3 separate regions of the Sus scrofa genome follow, and all the other regions are linked to region 3. The links are chromatin contacts, called in public HiChIP or PLAC-seq maps. All regions are on one chromosome and are shown on one strand. Each heading gives the region's core, a stretch centred on a gene start, on an enhancer-like site or on the middle of the called end of the contact. The rest is flanking DNA. Distances are from core to core; before and after follow the strand shown. Region 1 overlaps GLIS3 (zinc finger protein GLIS3). Region 2 overlaps GLIS3 (zinc finger protein GLIS3). Region 3 overlaps GLIS3 (zinc finger protein GLIS3).

Region 1 (2,700 bases), core at 201-2,700, 360 kb after region 3:
TCTACCAGTCAAAAAGGAAGTTATAGCTTTATGAACTGCTTAGGAAAGAGCCAAAAAGTATATGCACAGTAGATACCTAAAGAAACTATCATATTCCCTAATCCTTGAGGTCACTGAAATAACAAAATACTTCATAATCTCTCCCATAGTATATCACTGGGCTAGAAGAACCATGTGTCTCATGTCTCAAAATCTCAAGTCAAATGAGTTTGAACCGTCTACAAATGAAATATCTATGAAAAATGCAGAATTGCATTAATGCCTGAATGAAGATTTCTGATAGATATGAACTCTGGGTCAATTTACTTCAAAGCTGAACTGTTTAACAGTCTATTGAAATGTGACCTGTCAAATCTGGGTACAATTGAGAGATTAACATAGTTTCACATTTTAAGGTAGAGACTTGGCATATTGCACTGAGAGAAAGCCAGGAGAGACCAAATCCTTGATACTGACAAACAACTTTAGCATTCTTGTTTGGACATTCAGGTCCACAGAAACCAAATACAAATTTTTTTGTGGAAACAGAGGTGCCAGGAACCTATGAAAACAATTTGCCCTTTGAAAATAATTACAGAATCTAAGACCAGAGAGCACTTAGAAAGTCACTGCATTCATTCTCTACCTCCAGGTCACACTTCCAATTCCTAATGATTTGTGAAGAAAAATCAAAAATGTCTTTCTATAACCCAATTCAATTTTATGATCTAACACTAAATCCATAGTTGCCCCCAAGTTCCTCTACTATAGGGAGGGGAAGTTGCCACTGCCAGACCTACGTAAACTCAAAGAAACATTTGTAGAATTAATATGTGTGTTTTTTTCCATTATGCCTTTATCTCAAAATGATGCTTACAGATTAATTTAGAGATAAGTTACAAATCTGTGATTAGTGATTATTCCTATTCAAAGTTAATAATAGTTAATAATAATAGTTAACATATTACTATGTGAATTACACATAGTAAGACCTTCATGGATATTATTTCATTTTCACAGCAGTGATGTGACATAAGCATTATTTTTCACACTGTGCTGCATTGCAGATGATGAAACAGCAGCATGAAGTGCATAAACAGGTTGCTCAAGGCCAAATACATAATGAGTAAAAGAAGAAGCATTCAGAGACAGCAGCCTGCCATACACATAATTACCAAAAGAGGAAGTATTCAGAGACAGAAGCCTAACCCAGAGTCTATACCCATAACCACTGTACTTCACTGCCTCTGAGCAAAGCATGAGACAGGAAAGCAAATGGAATGATTTGTTAAGATTGCTTTTAGGTCAGTGATTTTACAATTCTAATTTTGCTTTATCTGGCTAAAGTAAAGTACTTCCAACCTTAACAGTCACAGAAATACTATATGTCCCTTGAGCAAAGCTGGGGGCAATGACAGGGTGCTTAAAACAGCACAGTTAGTGTGGGTGACTCAATAACCATTCTGTTCACCAATAGCAAAGTTACTTCTATTCTATTAACGTCACATTAACCTTCTTTCCTGCCAAGTGCAAGCCTAAGCATGCCTGCAGTTCTCTTTTTAGTTCACTCCCTGGGGATAAAAGCTTTTATTTGTCAAAGCAGATTCCTGCCACACATAAGTAATCTAAGAAACTAGCTGATTTCTAAAATATGGCTTCTTTATATGACTACCAAGTACACATTCCCCCTATTAAATGACAAAAGGAGAACTGATAATTAACATGATTTGGAATGAAGGATGGAAAAGATTTCTATTTTAGATCTTGGGAGTGCAACAGCCATGGACAACTTCTGGTCTCCCTGCAGTTCAGCCTGACGTCAATGGAAAGGGGACTGAGTAAGAACCATGGCTCTGAGCAGCTTCCAAAGAGTGGTCTTAAGAATATAAAGTCTACTAAGTTGCTCAACGTGGTGTAGCATGAGTGTTTGAAAACAAGTATGCCATTCTGCTCCAGCGGAACTCGGCAGGATAGGAAGAGGCCATTTCTACTCAGGGCCCTTTTGTAAGTGGTGATTATGCAATTTAACCATGTCCCCATACTCTTTGTAAAGTGTGAATCAAATTTTCTGTTGGGGAAGAGTATTTTCCACACTTGAGTAAAGGCTTATTTGAAAAACCCCAGTGGCTTTCCAGTTTTTACAAATTCTGGCTCTATGTGACGAGGAAATACATAGGTTTTTTGCCCAAAGCACTATGGCAATCTTCGCATGCCGGGAGATGAAGCTCTGTGGGGGGCTTCTGCTTGGTAACACTGATGTTCATCACCTTGTATGCCCTTCAGCAGAGGTGAATCCATAGCTAGAAAGTCTCCAACTCTTGTGACATTCCTTCTCCAAACTTAGGCTGCCAGAACAGTAATAGGATCCCCAACTTCTCTGATGGTGCACCCCTTCAGTAGAACACCACTGAGCAAGCCAATCATTAATGTACATTCTTTTTTTATAAAAATTATGTACCCATGCTGTCAATGTGAGGTACATTATAAAACATACACAAAAGTGTCATTTTAAAAGAAAATGAAAAACAGATTAAAGTATGTATTTTCTTCCTGCACTAAAACGGATGCATGTCCTCTACTTTGGAGTCACCTGATCTAATCCTCTCCCCTCATTTTATAAGATGAAGATGTTCAGCTCAAAGAGATAATATTGCTTCTACTGAGAGTCACCTAGTTCACCTAGAATCCACACATTTACCCTACATCAGTGCTCCGTCCTAA
Region 2 (2,700 bases), core at 187-2,686, 450 kb after region 3:
ATCGGAGCTGTAGCCACTGGCCTACACCAGAGCACACGGGGGATCCGAGCAGCGTCTGCAACCTACACCACAGCTCACGGCAATGCCGGATCCTTTAACCCACTGAGCAAGGGCAGGGACTGAACCCGCAACCTCATGGTTCCTAGTCGGATTCGTTAACCACTGCGCCACGACAGGAACTCCGCAAAAACATTTTTTAATGAATTATAACCAAGTGAAATAAAACAGAAGGAAGCTATCAATGTGCATCAAATACATTAATGGTTAAGAACTGTTCTATTTCAGTGATTTATTGGTATACATGTCTACATAGCTATATGCATATAGTGTGTTCTGAGTAAGATAAAAATGTATTTTCTGGTGGATTACAGTAAAAAACATACAAGAACTATAGCTATAAAAGCATTTGAACTATCTGCCTATCCAGGTACCTACCAAGAACAGCTATAGATACAAAGAGAATTGAACAGCTAAAGTAAAATAAATTACAAAATATAGCTGTAATGAAAGGAAGATCTAAATGTATGACATTTTTAGCTTTATGAAAAATAAGGATTAAATAACACAAAGCTACACTCTTATCACTGTTATCTTTCACTTTGTCTTTTATTTAGTATCGATTAATCAGTTGTGCTGTGTAGATATTAACCAACTAACTAATAAAATCAAGATCAAAATGACTGACCATTTTAGATCTTCCTTGTTGCAGAGGGTAGATGATCCTCCTTGGAATAAAACTTCATTCATAAAATGCTAAAGGAGGGAAAATTTAAATTAACACATAATTGCCTTTGAGAACTGAGTTTTTTAAAATATGTTCATAATGTGAGTTAACCATCAGATCCTATGAAGAGGAATTTGAAATGGAAAAATGAACGCATTCACTATGATGTCACCACTGAATTAATTACCTGAACTGTGAAGAGTGAATACCACATGGCCATGATTTGAGACACAAAGGCTTCTTCAGAGTATAAAAGTAACTGGCTGGAGATATTTTTCTTAAAAAAAAAAATCTCACACAAGGAGATACATATGCTATAAAATACAGCAAATGAAAGTCCATTCTCTGTTATCTAGTGTGTATAAATAACTTCTCAGTCCATGTGCACAGCTATTTGTAAAGCTAAAAATCATAATCCTTTTAAAGAGTAATAAACACCTACCTATGGAAGATTCTAGAAATAAACTTAATTTAGTACTCATTAAACCAAATATTCAAGTACATTAAATTGTCCCTATCACATGTGTAACTGATTTCTTTCCTTCTGTATAGTCAGTTATTGCTTAAAAGTGACCAATGTAACTATTTTTAGCTGCTGGTAGACAGAAGTTTTATACAAGTTAATTTATATTCACTGACATCACTGCAGAAGTATGAACGTCCACAACAATGACTAGGCCCTTAACCAACATGACAACATATTTATTTAAAAAAAAAAAACCTACATGAATGACTCAGTCAAGTTACAGACAGAAGTGGAATCTATTGGTCATGCTGCAAAGGTTGGGAAAACATTAATCCACTTCTTCACACACAGGAATAACAAGAATTCATACATTGCTCTGGGATCTGGTTAGTTTTCTGTGTACAGTATTTAGCAGGTCTAGAAATGAAACTTCATAGATATGGCTCAGAACTCCAGAAATAACTGACAGTGAGAAAATCTGATCTCTTATCAAGAAGCCTGGAACAGGTTCTGATCTTGCACTGCAGTCTGTCTTCCCATCTGCAGTTCATCAAGGCTTGCTGCACCAGAAGGAATGTGCAGTTGTTCCCATTTTTGGTCTTGAAGAGTTCATGTCAGACAAGAATGGCCTTACCAGTTTTCATTACTTAAACACTGCTGGCAAATACTTAGAGCTTTCATGATTCAATTTCTACAGACAAATCTCCTAATTTTGTTCCCAAAGTAGAACATGATTGGATCTTCCTTTCTGTTCATCCTAGATACTCCCTTAGAGTCAAATTAAGTGGTCTTTCCACACCTCCCTCCTTTTGCCTTCTTTTTCACCAAATCCAGATCCTATTCATCCTCCAGGTCCAGCCCACCTTAGGCCTTCCCTGATCCTCTCTTAATCTGTTTCTGATCTGTAAAATGATGAGAATTACACAATTATACCTATTTCATAACATTACAGAATATTAAATGACATAATGCATGTTACTAGTTTAGCACAGTGCCTGATACATAGAAGGATGTACACTCCTTACTTTCTACATTGCCTTACTGTTATCTGCCTGTTTCACTTTCTATCTAAATTTTAATTTCATTAAATTTGGGAATATGTCTAATTTATCTTTGAACTCTCCCCAGCCCTTGTAGATACACAGAATATTTTATATTACACCTGTACTTTTAGATTTTTCACACTGTATGTGTCTTACATATTGATTTTTCATATACATACATATATATTTATTATATTTATACTTATCAAACTGCACTGCTCATTTACACTTAGAAATATAGTATAAATGAAATATATAATTATATATTTATATATCATATCCTATGTTTGTCATTTATTGCTGAATAAATATAGACTAAGAAAGGTGTGATCATAAAGTCATGAACCCTAAGCTTTGTGTCTTGTGGAACCAGTTTAATTACAGTTGTGTGCTTCCTGGTCTTTTCCTCCTAATCTACTCCTTTATTAGAACATAGAGAACATAAAGTAGCATAAAAACTCTATTCC
Region 3 (2,700 bases), core at 190-2,689:
TGACTATTCAGATATGGAAAGAGGCTCCAAGAAAGTTAGGCATTTACTCATTTGGCTAATTTTCTACTTCTAGGAGCAGTTAGTTGTAGTTTGTTGTAAGAGCCTCATTTTGGGGGGTACTGAATTTCCCAACAGCCTGAGCTGAAAATAGGATGTTCAAACTGGAGGGCAATGGAGTACCACCTTACCTAGATGACAAAAGGCAAGCCAAGTTCGCACAGCTAGTTTTCCATTTACCACTTTATCCCAATAAGGTAAGATGCTCTCTAGTGGAGATGCAAAGCAAGGTAGAGGAGTCGGATGGGGGAGGATGGAAGAGGACCTGAGGACCTGTGGGCACCTGAGGTTTTAATACTCATCACCAGCTGACTGAGATAGGGTAACAGCAACCTACTGCTTTCAGAAAATACGACAATGTGAGTGTTTCCCAGTTTGCTTTGGTGGACGTGCTCACTTCACACTGGGAATCTTTGTGCCCACATCAGGCTTATACCTTTAGTTTTTCCAACTGGACAACTCCTTTAAGGTGTACTCTTTCCCTTGTCTATAAATACAAAGTATTTATTTATTGTGTTGCAATCCAAGCCCATGTCATAAATCTGTCTCATTTTTCATCATTTATACTGCATATGCAAGGAAGACTAGCAAGCTATGTGGGACTGTGTTTAAGCACTGCTTTGGGGGATTAACACTTGGAAAAGAGGTGTCTACATGATCAACTAGATTAAATGTTGGTTGATATGTGCTTTGAATAGTTCTTCCCCTTTCTTTCTTCCATAGGAGTTTACAGACCTCTTAGAGAAGGAAGAATGCAGCAGAACAGCTTGTTTCATTGTTTTTATATGAAAAATATTATTGATTTACTGCCAGAGGGTAGAAATAATGAATAGAAACTTGTCTATGGTAGACTTGGGAAGGTATTCTTTATTCCCCCAAAGAATTGTGGGGTATCATCTATAGTGGGTTTTAAAATCCATCTGTGAAAACTAATCAATGAAAAATGGCTTTAGCAGTTGGCTGACTGCAGAGGGGAAAAAAAGGAATCCTTTTCAAAAACCTAAGAAGAAAAGCACAGTTTTAAGGATTTCACATCTGATTTAACATCTAAAAAACCCCCCCAATGATAATACCCCACTTTGTATAGCCAGACAGCGCTCCATTTTAGTAGACTTTAGTGGTCTTTATAACGATTTATGAATCACTTCATGAATTCCTGGCTGACTCATCTGGGTGACTATAGTATCTACTTATACTTCCCTTCTGTCTCACAAAAGAGACACTTGGACTCAGTTCAATCCAGATTTGTCCCCGAATGAATCACAGCACGTTACTGGGGGAACTGCAAACTGAATTCTGCTTCTGAGACAATCAAGACCAGCTTTCAGTAATGAAGAAATGGCCTTGGGGAAGTGTGGGTAATTGCAACACTGTCCATCTGGGCAGGACCAAAGCAGGCCAAGAGCTGAATGTCCATGTGAGGACTCTGTTCCAAACTAGTCAAAGAGCTGAATCCATCCCCTGCAAGTGCTGAGTATTTCCTTCTCCTTACAAGAGTCTGGGTCAATATTAACTGCAAATAATTCATCATGCTGGGCAAGACTACGACTCAGAAGTGATTGCCCAAGCCTTTGCAGAGCATGACAAAATGAGGGCTGTGAAGCTGGCCATAGGCAAAATGATCACAGGCTTTTAAAGAAGGCATGTATCTATTATAATGAGTGAGCGTGGGAAATATAAAGGATAAAGGTTCTGAAGGAACATTTCTCCGCTTGGGTTTAGGGAGTAAGTTATAAGTTACGAAAGCAAAGTAATCGATGCCCAAGGCAAAAAAGTGTACTTTTTTCTAGTATAAACTGAAACAGGGCCCAGGACATCACACTATTTCTCCCCTGTGTAAATACAAAAGGAAGAGGATGTTACAGAAATGAATTATGCAGGACACATTTAACCAAGAGCTGGGTTTTTTGGAATATCTTGACTGCAGAATTGGCCGTGACTCAGTTGTTTGTCTATTTCAGAATCTGACGTGATGAGGAGAGAGGAAAGAAAAAACTGATTATGCCAAGTCCTCTTTACAAAAAAGCGCCAACCAGAAGAAAATTTATCCAGAGCGGTCTTAGACATCTGAGGTCAAAAATTCTGCTGTGAAAAAAAAAAAAAAACTGTAATGATATCATCCCTTGGGCAGCTCTGAGTAGGTCAAAGCAAAGGGATTAACTCATGGTCCTGCGGCAAAGGGAAGACTTTCTCTCATTCAGCATGGTGTTGGGCATAGAGTTGAGTCTGCTTTCCAACAGAATGCATTAGATGAAAGAAAAACATTCAGAAGAGAGTGTAATGAGAACACCAGATGAGAAGTAAGGGAAAAAAGTGTTATTTTTGTCTAAACATGAGAAATAGATGTATAGGTAGATTAAAAAAAACAGCTCCTTCCATGCTTTTCTCATGGGCTCAAACTACAAACCCGAGTCTCTTGACAACATCAGAGGAACTTTTAGAACTAACTTTAAATGTAGTACTCCTGCCAAGTATGGCCAGGTAGCTTTGAGAGCCACTGCCAAATGAGGCCTCAGAAGTCAATATAGTCCATAAATTTGAAAAGAAACTAGCTGGGTAGTGGTCTGGTCAGTAATAACATGTGCTGTTTATATGCGCTTTTTTTTATCTTCATCTTCAGGATGTCATGTTATTAATGTAGTA

The links. HiChIP or PLAC-seq counts read pairs in DNA pulled down with a chosen protein or histone mark.
Region 1: a contact with region 3 is called in an H3K27ac HiChIP or PLAC-seq map of alveolar macrophages. The contact joins two enhancer-like sites. A contact is called at or near these places in 1 of 47 Hi-C or Micro-C datasets (embryonic fibroblasts) and 1 of 2 datasets of contacts at active chromatin or transcription factors (alveolar macrophages).
Region 2: a contact with region 3 is called in an H3K27ac HiChIP or PLAC-seq map of alveolar macrophages. The contact joins two enhancer-like sites. A contact is called at or near these places in 2 of 47 Hi-C or Micro-C datasets (embryonic fibroblasts and mesenchymal stem cells) and 1 of 2 datasets of contacts at active chromatin or transcription factors (alveolar macrophages).

What each region holds. Positions count from the first base shown.
Region 1 is chr1:217,717,886-217,720,585 of Sscrofa11.1, reverse strand. All of the region lies in intron 2 of GLIS3 (zinc finger protein GLIS3), which reads right to left. Among named protein-coding and RNA genes, the nearest start is that of GLIS3, 150 kb to the right of the region's middle. Within about 2 kb of position 1,450, at least 17 of the 83 cell types and tissues checked have an H3K27ac peak or open chromatin away from gene starts, as enhancers often do. A contact at or near this core is called in alveolar macrophages, where this site is marked.
Region 2 is chr1:217,634,282-217,636,981 of Sscrofa11.1, reverse strand. All of the region lies in intron 1 of GLIS3 (zinc finger protein GLIS3), which reads right to left. Among named protein-coding and RNA genes, the nearest start is that of GLIS3, 63 kb to the right of the region's middle. Within about 2 kb of position 1,436, at least 7 of the 83 cell types and tissues checked have an H3K27ac peak or open chromatin away from gene starts, as enhancers often do. A contact at or near this core is called in alveolar macrophages, where this site is marked.
Region 3 is chr1:218,080,815-218,083,514 of Sscrofa11.1, reverse strand. The region is part of intron 8 of GLIS3 (zinc finger protein GLIS3); the gene reads right to left. Among named protein-coding and RNA genes, the nearest start is that of RFX3, 260 kb to the left of the region's middle. Within about 2 kb of position 1,439, at least 14 of the 83 cell types and tissues checked have an H3K27ac peak or open chromatin away from gene starts, as enhancers often do. A contact at or near this core is called in alveolar macrophages, where this site is marked.